Linked DNA regions of Zea mays: region 2 is linked to region 1. The links are chromatin contacts, called in public Hi-C maps. All regions are on one chromosome and are shown on one strand. Each heading gives the region's core, a stretch centred on a gene start, on an enhancer-like site or on the middle of the called end of the contact. The rest is flanking DNA. Distances are from core to core; before and after follow the strand shown.

The links. A called contact is a pair of places that touch in the nucleus more often than the background predicts.
Region 2: a Hi-C map of leaf shows a contact between it and region 1, with 5 times the contacts expected there. The contact joins the promoter of LOC100216656 here to the promoter of LOC100381274 in region 1. A contact is called at or near these places in 2 of 25 Hi-C or Micro-C datasets (endosperm and leaf).

The regions. Positions count from the first base shown.
Region 1 is chr9:32,755,835-32,761,477 of Zm-B73-REFERENCE-NAM-5.0, forward strand. It overlaps LOC100381274, which reads left to right and starts at 3,128. Exons shown (of 5, transcript NM_001195849.2): 1 at 3,128-3,332. It overlaps LOC103639869 (dnaJ protein homolog 2), which reads left to right. Exons shown (of 5, transcript XM_008662555.2): 2 at 340-406; 3 at 510-786; 4 at 899-1,097; 5 at 1,686-2,114. The coding sequence ends at 2,005.
Region 2 is chr9:33,044,303-33,049,945 of Zm-B73-REFERENCE-NAM-5.0, forward strand. LOC100216656 (Signal recognition particle protein) reads left to right here and starts at 3,608. Exons shown (of 4, transcript NM_001143067.1): 1 at 3,608-3,838; 2 at 3,940-4,008. The coding sequence starts at 3,767.

The DNA of each region.
Region 1 (5,643 bases), core at 1,878-4,377:
TGCTGCCAATGGTGATTATGATAGTCGCTTTGAATGAAGATATATTTGGTTCTGCTCAGTGTACCTAAACTAGAATACTTAGTGTAATAAATCGCTCCTGTTTGAACATGTAAATAAATTTTGTAAAGCAGTTGATAATGGCATGTGTTCTGTTCAATAGAATCCGTTACAGAGACATCTTTTGTCTGTGCTTATATACACCAGAACTGTCTGCAAATGAGACTTAATTCTTTATTTATGATATGTTTGTCTAACCGATGCTATATCCACGATTGCTATGTCAGAATAACCTTGGCATTTATATGGTTGCCAGAATCCATGTTGTGTGTAGCACTTGATTATGGCACAATGGCACATCAAAGAAGCTCTCTCTGTCCCGCAATGTCCTCTCCTCCAAGTGCAATGGGTAGGTCATCTGAATCCACAACACAAGGATGCCAAAAACTCAATTACAGTATGCTTTCTATATTAGATTCTTAGGATCTCATTGTGTGCTTGTAATCGTGCAGTAAGGGTTCCAAGTCTGGAGCTTCGTCGAGGTGTGCTGGTTGTCAATGTTCTGGCTTCAAGGTCCAAATCCGGCAGTTGGGACCTGGAATGATTCAGCAAATGCAACATCCTTGCAATGAGTGCAAGGGTTCTGGAGAGACCATCAGCGATAAAGATAGATGCCCACAATGCAAAGGTGATAAAGTCGTGTCGGAGAAGAAAGTTTTTGAAGTGGTAGTTGAGAAAGGTATGCAGAACGGACATAAGATCACATTCCCTGGCGAAGCTGATGAAGCGGTAATGACTCCTTAGTCCTCAGTTCTAAAGTTATTCCTCTGGCACAAACTAAACTTCTGTTCTAACTAATGTGTGCAACCTTGGGTTCTAACTATCTTGTGCTCATGTGCAGCCTGATACTGCCACTGGAGATATCATCTTTGTTCTCCAGCAAAAGGAGCATCCCAAGTTCAAGAGAAAGGGCGATGACCTCTTCTACGAGCACACACTGACCTTGATTGAATCTCTGTGTAGCTTCCAGTTTGTTCTGACTCACATGGATAACAGGCAAATGCTGATCAAATTGAACCATGGCGAAGTTGTGAAGCCTAGTGGGTGATTCTGACGTATGATTATGATTCTGCCTTCGTGATTTGGCCAATGCTCATTGATTACTTTAAATTTGTGCAGATTCTTTCAAGGCAATCAACGATGAAGGCATGCCCATGTATCAGAGGCCCTTCATAAAGGGCAAGCTGTACATCCACTTCTCAGTGGAGTTCTCGGACTACATCGTTACCTTTTAGTAAAACTAATATGGTATTCTTTTTATTTATTCTTTATATATTGGACGACTATTTATTCTTTATATATTGGACGACCTCAGTGAGTGAGACCCTACAAGATACATGAGCTTCATGTGTTCATCCGTATCTCCTGAAACTTTTCCCTATCCATAGTTCCATGTAGAGGTGGTGGTATGGCGAGCCGCGCCGGCTCGGCTTGGGTATCTGGCGAGCTCGGAAACCGGTTCAGTTTGACGGAGGCTCACGAGTCTACTACATTCAGTATCACAGTACATAGACACGTATATTTTATATAAAAATTATTGTATAGCCTGGTGGGTGATTCTGACGTATGATTATGATTCTGCCTTCGTGATTTGGCCAATGCTCATTGATTACTTTAAATTTGTGCAGATTCTTTCAAGGCAATCAACGATGAAGGCATGCCCATGTATCAGAGGCCCTTCATAAAGGGCAAGCTGTACATCCACTTCTCAGTGGAGTTCTCGGACTCGTTGAGCCCGGAGCAGTGCAAGGCCCTAGAGGTTGTTCTCCCGCCCAAGCCAGTATCACAGTACACTGACATGGAGCTGGACGAGTGTGAGGATACGATGCCCTACGACGTGAACATCGAAGAGGAGATGCGGAGGCGGCAGCAGCAGCACCAGGAGGCCTACGACGAGGACGATAATGTGCCAGGCGGTGGGCAGAGGGTGCAGTGCGCCCAGCAGTAGGCAGCTTGCGACAAATTTGTTGTTTCGCTTTGGGCGACTATTGAGTTTACCCGCTTGTATTGGTCTTATGATACTTCGGTTACAAGAGTGCAGTATTACTAAGGATTAGTTCCTATATAATGGCACATTGACACTAACATTGTTATGCATTTTAATGTACCCGTAGCAACGCACGGGCATAGACCTAGTTATGCTAAGATGAGAATAACAATACAAGTGATCCAATGAACCTTTTATATTTCTTATTTCTTGTATCTTCTATTGCTCTCACTATTTGGGTATTACACAGCTTTGTAACTTTGGGAGTGTTTGAATGCACTAGACTACAAGAGCTAATAGTTAACTACTAAAATTAATTAAAGGTATTCAAACAATCTAGCTAATAATTTAGCTACTAACTACTTTTATAAGATTAACTAATAGTTAGCTAGCTAATTTTACTAGCAGTTTTTTCGCGAGCTAACTATTAGCTTAGTACATTTAAACATTCTTTATTCACTGCTAATCCACTTCTAAGCTAGTTTAATTTGGAAGCCTCAAAAACCGACCGACTCACGTCACCTCGCACCCGTGTGAAAAAAACACCTTTGTGGTATAAGCAGCCTTTAGAAGCACACAAAAGGGAAATGGGGGTGTTTGGAATGGCTTTCAGTTCCAGTTTTAGTGTGGAGCTATAATTTATAATATTAATTTAGATAATTTAAAAATATTTTTAATTAAAAAATAAATAAAATAATTTATCTAAAAGTTTTATAAATTCTCGTGGCTTTAGCTTTACGATTTTCTGGAGCACCTGGGCTCTATATGTGATAACTCTAACTTTAAAAAATTTAGTAAAGTTGGTGGAACAGGTAATTAGGTGCTTCAGGAAATCGTAGAGCTAAAACTGTAAGACTTTAGAAAACATTTAGATAAGTCATTTTATTTATTATTTAGATTAAAAATATTTTTGAACTAATTAAAACTACACCGGGCTGAAATATGGAGCCATCTCAACTTGTTTTACTAGCTCCACCATTTTTTTTGGAGTGGACCCAATTCCAAAGAGGGCCGAATTATCATCCGGTTCGGACCGGTTTTCACGCCTCCGAAGGCCGGGCAGGCAGGCAGCACCCGCGGAGACGCGGAGCCTCCACTCCTCGTATCGCTTCCTCCTCTGGATCTAGCCGACGCCGCCCTCATCCTGTCACCCACCGACGTCGCCGTCGCCGTCGCCACCTATATCACCCACCGCCTCTGAAGAAGAAGACGCGGATCCGAGGGTAGTTAACTGCTGAAGAAGAAGATCCGGTACGGAGAAGACGCGGAGCAGTACTTCTCCGATCTGGTGAGCTTCCACCCATTTTGGATTCTGTCCGTCGCCGGCGCGCGGACCTCCCTCCTCCTCTCTTGGTCCGCCGCCTGTTCATCCCGCCCGCGCCTCCTGGGGCTTCCTATCCACCTCCGCTCGAACGGCCTCCCTCACCTCGCTGCCGGTCGCGGGCAGGCGGCGGCTCCAGGTGCTCATGGCCCGGCCGGAGTCCACATCTTAACGAAGGAAATTCTGGTGTTATTTAAACTCCAAAGGAACAAATCAATGTGCATGTGCTTGGATTTCGGAATCGTCTTTCCAGTTTCTTACAATATAATAGTAGTTGCTGTTCGATAATTCACCAACTGATGTCGATGTCATGTACGGCCGCCCCTACGTCAGGCAACGGCGTACCCGTGACATACGGCGTGCGCGTGAGCGCGCTGAACACGCCCAAGAGGCAACAGCCGCAGGTTCCATTGGATAAGATCGGGAAATCACCACTACGAGCGTCGGCCAGCAGCAGATCAGGGCGCAGGAATAGCTGCAGTTGCTAGTAGCTAGAAAATTGGAGGTTTGTTTAGAAGATAAGCTCACGGCCAGCAACAGATCAGAGCTGGCCGCTGCTAGCAAATAGGGATAAGTTGTTAAGAAGTTGTTTAGGAAGATAAGTATAGAGAAGAAATAGGAGTTGGTTTGGCTGGCCTGGCTATATATAAAGCAGGCGGTTCTTTTAATAAGGCAAGCATGAATTATATCCCAAATCTCTTCTTCTCTGTTAAGCCTACGGTTGAGGGGAATAACCTCACCGGAGAAGACGGCCGACGGCTACGAGCTGCGTAGCCGCGGTCCGGCCACCCAAGGGCTCGACGCCCTTGACAACTTGGTATCGCGATCCCGGCGATCCTCTCCCACTCGCTCCAATCCTTCATCCACAGCCGCTGCAACCCACACCAGCCCTCCACCTTCACCCCAATCTTCCACCGACTCGGCCCTGCAACCAGCCACCATGGCCGAGCCGTCCATGCAGGACGTGATGGAGATGCTTAGGGCCATCACCACCAAGATGTCCACCATGGAGGCTGACATGGCCGCCATGAAGGAAAAGTCGGCGTCGACGTCGGATTACGGCGCCGGGGGACGCGCAGAGATGCCGCGCGATCTGGATCGCCCACCTAAATTTCAGAAGCTGGACTTCCCACGCTACGACGGCAAGTCCGATCCTATGCTCTTCCTCAACAAGTGTGAGTCGTATTTCCGCCAGCAGCGCACCATGGGGGAGGAGCGCGTTTGGATGGCCTCATACAACCTGGAGGACGTCGCGCAGCTGTGGTACATCCAACTCCAGGAGGACGAGGGCACGCCAACCTGGGGACGGTTCAGGGACCTCCTCAACTTACGGTTTGGACCTCCCCTCCGTTCGGCCCCGCTGTTCGAGCTCGCAGAATGCAGGCGCACAGGGACCGTGGAAGAGTATGCAAATAGATTCCAGGCCCTTCTCCCTCGCGCCGGTCGTCTCGACGAACACCAGCGCGTCCAGCTCTTCACCGGCGGCCTGCTGCCACCACTCAGCCATGCCGTTCGCATCCACAACCCGGAGTCGCTCGCATCAGCCATGAGCCTGGCGCGCCAAGTGGAGTTGATGGAGGCCGACCGGCTGGTGCAGCCTGCACCTCGGGCGCCCTCGCGCGGTCTGCTGTCCGCACCGGCGCCACGTCCAGCGCTTCCAGCGCCCCAGCAGCCGCTGGCGCTCCCTGCACCACCGAGGGCCACCCAGCAGGGCCGTGGCGAGGACAATCAACGGCGCCTCACCCCCGACGAGATGGCGGAGCGGCGCCGCATGGGCCTCTGTTTTAACTGCAATGAAAAGTACACGCGTGGCCACAACCGGTTTTGCAGACGCATTTTTTTCATGGAGGGCGTGGAGATTGAAGACACTAACGACGAGCCTCCGGACGCTGACGGTGAGGCCCCCTGTTTCTCCCTGCAGGCCCTGGCCGGGGTGCCTGTGGCTGACACCATGCAGATCGCCGTCGCGCTTGGTGCCGCCTCGCTGGTCGCCCTCCTCGATTCCGGCAGCACCCACAACTTCATATCCGAGGCGGCGGCGCGGCGCACGGGTCTGCCCCTTCACCAGCGGCCACGTCTCACCGCCATGGTCGCCAACGGCGAGCGCGTCACCTGCGCCGGGGTCCTCCGTGACGCCCCCCTCACCATCGACGGTACCCCGTTCCCGGCCGATCTCTACGTCATGCCGCTCGCTGGGTACGATGTCGTCCTCGGCACACGGTGGCTGGGCGCGCTGGGTCCTATTGTGTGGGACCTGGGCAGCCGGCGCATGAAGTTC
Region 2 (5,643 bases), core at 2,358-4,857, 290 kb after region 1:
GTGGAGAAGCCGCGGTGTCGATTGTGAGGGGTTCACACATACCTCGCTGGAGCGGCAAAGGCGACGCTAGTGAAAACGAGGTATTGAGTGATTTCTTGTCCACTTGGCTCAAAGATCAAGCCGTGTCTTGATAGAGGAGCAAGTGAGAGCTTGAAGTCCACCTCAACGTGGATTAGGGGTGATCAGCAAATCATCGATACCACGGGATAAAATCCGGTGTCTTTCTCTTCTTGCATTACTTATTACCGTGCAAGTAATTAGTATTTCACATATTGTCTTTCTTGTATACAATTACCATAGTTGTTTCTCATATATTGCTTACTTGTTGTCACTAGAGAATTTATACCTCTTGTCATATTGATTAAATTTCTCTAGTGTTTTTTATTTTAGTCAAAACCGTCTATTCACCCCCCTCTAGCCGGTGTTCTAGATCCTACAATATTGTTGTTGTGTTTTCGCTCTTGATTGTTAGTTATACTTTGTTGTAAAAAAATAGCAAGAGGCTCAGACTTTGTGGAGTGCCTTTTGGATATTGTCTCTTTCTAATGTGTCTGAGGGCTCAGTTTGATCGGTGGATCACTTGAGAGGGTCGAGAGAGACCCCGTCCTTTGGGACACCTCAACAGGGACATAGGTTCTTTGTAATTGAACCTCGGCAAAAAAATTGTGGATCTCTTGTGTTCTTTACTTTTTGTTGCAATTGTTCTTGTATATTTTTCTCTCTAAGTTCTCTAGATTGGACTTTGATTTATATCAATAGAGTTGCTCTCAAAGTAAATTCTATATTCATAAGAGCAACAAGTCTAAGAGAACTTCCTTCTCATTTTCCTTCTCCCTATTGGTTATATATTGATCTAACCTCTAATTTAGGATTTAGTTTGTTTTAAGTGTTGATTTTTAGGTGTTGTCTATTCACCCCCTCAAGGCCTTCCGTCAAAAAAGATGCCTCCCCCTCAAACAACTTGATCCCCTACATGTTTAACAAGCACCAACTTGAATAGATCCTATAAGTGGTGGAAGATGTGATGTTGGCTGTATCAACAGAAGTAGTGGAAACTAGCTCGACTAGGGCAACCAATGGAGACAGCTCAAGATCATCCTAATCCATGATCTACATGCTCAAAGACAAAGGTTGTACTAGGCATAGTCTCATCGAATGTGACCTCGCAAGTCTCCACTATGATGTTAATCTCAAGATTAAGTATACGATAAAGCTCAAGAATGTAATGTATAACCAAGGAAAATCATGTCAGAAGACTGTAACTTGAATGTCCAAGTTAACCTATTTGAGCACAAAACATTTACATCCAAACACCCTAAAATGGCTTACTTTGGGTGGTCGTCCAGATCGCAACTCATAAGAAGTTTTGTTCAAGAAAGCTTAGAGGGAAATGTGATTAGACACAAGGCAAGCTATTATGTGCCATTGTCACCGCGGATCACTCTCTTGGCATTCTTTGGAAACTAATTTTGCAATCAAAGAATCAAATCTTGAGCATGAGAAAAAGCCTCATTCTACGCCTCCATAGACAACCAAGAGTAGTGAGAAAAGCCATCAACAATCGCTAAAACATACCACTTACCCCCAAGAGAACAAACCCAATCTTGACCAACTAAGTCTAGATGAAGCAACTTGCCAGTTTTCTTGGTCATCACCTTAGTGACCAGGGGATGTGAAGCACCAACCATCTTTCCATGATGACAAGGGTGACAAACAATATCTTTCACATATTTCAACTTGGACAATCCTTAGATGAGGCCAAGTGAGCTTAGGTGCTGTTTGGTTCAAGAAATGTAACGTAAATGGTAATAGTAATGATTTACACCCGAGTATCGGCAATAATAAGTTCGAATAGGCCTGTATCAATTTCTAGTGTGGTATCTAATTATGGTTGGACTTAAACAAACATGATTTAGTGTTATCAGTTACCCATTACGTTACAAATATGTGAACCAAACGCCACCTTATTTGAACCAAAAGATCAAAGCTCAAATGAACTAACCTCGTATGTCGCTTTCAAATCTGAGAGGAAGATCCTGCCACAAGATATCGAGAAAGGCCAAAAGCATGGAAAACTCGTCCAAATGAGAAAATTCGACAAATAAGATCTCCCTTTCCATAAAAACATGATAAAGATTGTTCTTAAAATGCACCTCAAAGCCGCCCTCAAGGAATCATGAAACAGAAAACAAATTAAAAATGCAAATTGGAAACCAATGCAACATCCTTGAGAACATGAATGGTGCCATAAGAGACAACTTTTACCGCTAGTGTTATCCTATAAAAGTGATGTACTCCTTTTCGATCACATGGTCGAGGCTAGAAAACCATCTAGTGTTTCTAGTCATGTGGCACGAACATCTAGAATCCATGAGCCATATGTTCTCTAGGCCTTTGTCCTACATAATAGAGGGACATAGGGTGAGCAAATGGCACAACACTAGGGTTAGTAAACTGAGAAGAGTAATAGTGTTGTGGAATTTGCCCCTGAAAAGCGTTATAAAAAAACGTCAAACATCATGAGTCCCATAGGGGGTAGCGATCACCATGAGAAGAAATTCGACCATGGGGTCTTTGGTCAAATGGCACATGACCAACACCACACCGGGCTTGACCACCATATGGTCTTACTACTTAAGGCCTAGCAATCTGAGACAAAGCATCTCTAGACCTAGCAGGACACCTCTTACTATGAGGGACATGTATACCATGAGAGAGGTGATACATGTTCCTGCTGCTCACCTCAGAACCCTGCCACTCATCTCTCTTTCTCCTAAAGCAAAACTCAACCAAGTGACCATCCTTCTTGCAATACTCTAGGAAGGGGATCACTAGAGATGGTAAAGTATCAATTGGGTTCGTAAGATGGTTAAGTTTGAGAATCCACATTTGTTTTTGATGTGGGGATCTTAGAAGTTCTTTAAACACTCCATCTCATATAGTTGGGCTGATAGGTTTGGGTGGAGTGAATTTGATGGGCTAGGTAGTGGTTTTAGGTTTTCTAAGGGCTAGTTTGGGAACCCTATTTTCGCAAGGGATTTCCCTTTTCCAAGGGGAATTAATTCATTTCCCCTTATGAAAATAGGAATCACTTGGAAAAATGGAGTTCCCAAACAATACCTAAAGGTGTCAAACCACTACACTCACCAACCTCGCTATATCACACGTCACTCTCCTTTCAGATAAACGATAGAGCAGTGAAATGATTTCGCGTGCTCTTTTTAGCAGTAGAGATTATATGTAATACTAGCAAAAGTGTCTGTATGTTGCTAGTTTCTGTTTGTGTTTGAGTATATAATATAAAACACAAAGAGACTTATATTATATTCGCAAAGTATGTGTTAATGTGGGTTTGGAGCCAACAACCATGGCACAAATCCTCATTTATGTATATTATGTATAGTTTTAGCTTTTATTTTATGCCCTCGTGAATGCACGAATCTATTTTATGACAAATATATTTTTTTTAACTTATGACACAAAAAATACTTTACAAATGGAAAGATTTTCCTAGCCGTGAAACCTTTGTGTGGGCGTTTTTTGGGGTAAAATTAAACCCTTGTCCATAGAAAACGGTGGCCAAAGGCCAGGAGGGGTTGTGGCAGGCGGATGACCTGATACTCATCTGCGGCACGCATGTCCAGCACGCCGCGGCCAAGACGAGCAGCAAAGCAAACCGTATTTGTCCCGCGGCGGCCTCTTCGTCCCGCAAGGTCGCCCCACCTAGATCCGGCCACGCCGCACGTTCCCCTTTTCCGCCGCAGCGATGGTGTACGTGGATTCCTGGGACGAGTTCGTGGAGCGGTCCGTGCAGCTCTTCCGCGCCGACCCCAACACCGTACGCCGTCGTCGCCCGATCCCCTCTCTTCTCCAAATTCCTTCCTGCTCCATTCCGTGTGTCTGATCCTACCTAACCTGTTTGTGCGCGTGTGTCTGCAGACCCGCTACGTGATGAAGTATCGGCACTGCGAGGGGAAGCTCGTGCTCAAGGTCACTGATGACCGCGAGGTACTACCTTATCCTAAGCTGTATTTACTCAGAGGAGCTGATTGATGATACACTTGTTATTTATAGCTTATAGAATTGGGTGATCGAAGGGTAAGATCACACACCTTGATAAGTGATCCTACCATTGGATCTATGTTGTGTGTTCCGTGAGAGGTTGTCAGATGTGTTATTTTTTAAATGTGATGGTTGGATATATAGGAGCAGGTGCCCTGAAATTCAGTATTCTGAAAATGTATTGGGCAACCAGTGGCACCTGGTTAATCATATGAAAGACAATAGGATCTATCTGATTCTTTAGTATGCCAAATCTGAGAATTGTGCATCATTAGTGAACATTAGTATTGCTGTGTTGCTGTTGGACTTAGATCATAAGTTCTTTTGTTGGATGGATCTGTATGAACTTCAGGTATTCATATATTTTGTTACTGAAATAGTATATGTATATTTTTTTGTGACTCTTTTATATATCAAGTAATGTTTGTGACAATGCATTATGGTTGCACAACTGATTTCTCCCAACAGTTTGAGGTATTTCGTAAGCAAATTGTGCTGAAGGTTAAATAATATATATTGGAGCCATGTAAGTATAGGTTTCATAGCTGAAATTCATCCCTGCACACTGCCTTTATATGATAGATCTTCAGCTATATATAATTGAACAATGGTAGTTACATGAGGGATGTTCACTTTCAGAGTAAATGCTTTATTAGACAGCATTTTATTGGAACATTTTTCAACGAACAGACGTGCTTGTAACCAAACATGAAACATATATGGTATTTGGTAAGCATTTGACCGCTACCGAGGCTTCTCTGGTTCACTTGTTATTTTATATAAATGGCAATGGTGCAGATTTTTACCATAGTCACAAAGTTCTCGGGTCGAGGGACGAGGTTTAATATTTTTAAAGAGTACGGTACGAGGGGTGTATACCTCTTCGGGACGTGAATCTTAATTTGGATACATGAATCTGAGTACGATGGATCAATGTTCCCGGATCGGTTCAACATATTAAGGCTCGCGATCCTTGTGTGTTTGGGTCGATGATCCCGGGACAATTAAAAACAGATTGATACACGATCCAAATGATTTTGGTTCACTACTTAATTTGCTACTAATATAAAATGAAGACATCAAATTTTCCATATGCCGAAAGTCTGAAACTGGATAATTTAGTTTGAGTTACATTAAACATAATTTCATAGTTATATAAAATATGGGAAATGGACTTGGAGTCTTGACTTCTGCACTCTGCTGCAGTCCTATTCATCAACATCGTCTTGCAGATTCTTCCAACGTAGCCTTTCGAGCTTCAATCCTGATTCATCCAAGATAGTGTTATTTGGATCTGCATCCCACCTGTAACTAGGTCCTGCTTTGTAGCACTCTTTTTTTTCTTGAATACGCAGGAGAGCTGCGTATTTTTGTATTAAGAAGAAGAAGAAAGGGGGAGAAAACCCCGGTACATAGTTGTTACATTTGGTCATTTGCCTAACAACACCAGACACACCCCATACAACTAAGACACCTCTTCTAAATAGAAGAAAGAGAGCGCTTTGGCTCCAGCCATACGCCAACCCATTAACTCCTCCCTTGCAGCTGCCAACACCACCGCAGTCCGCAGCGCTAGGGTTA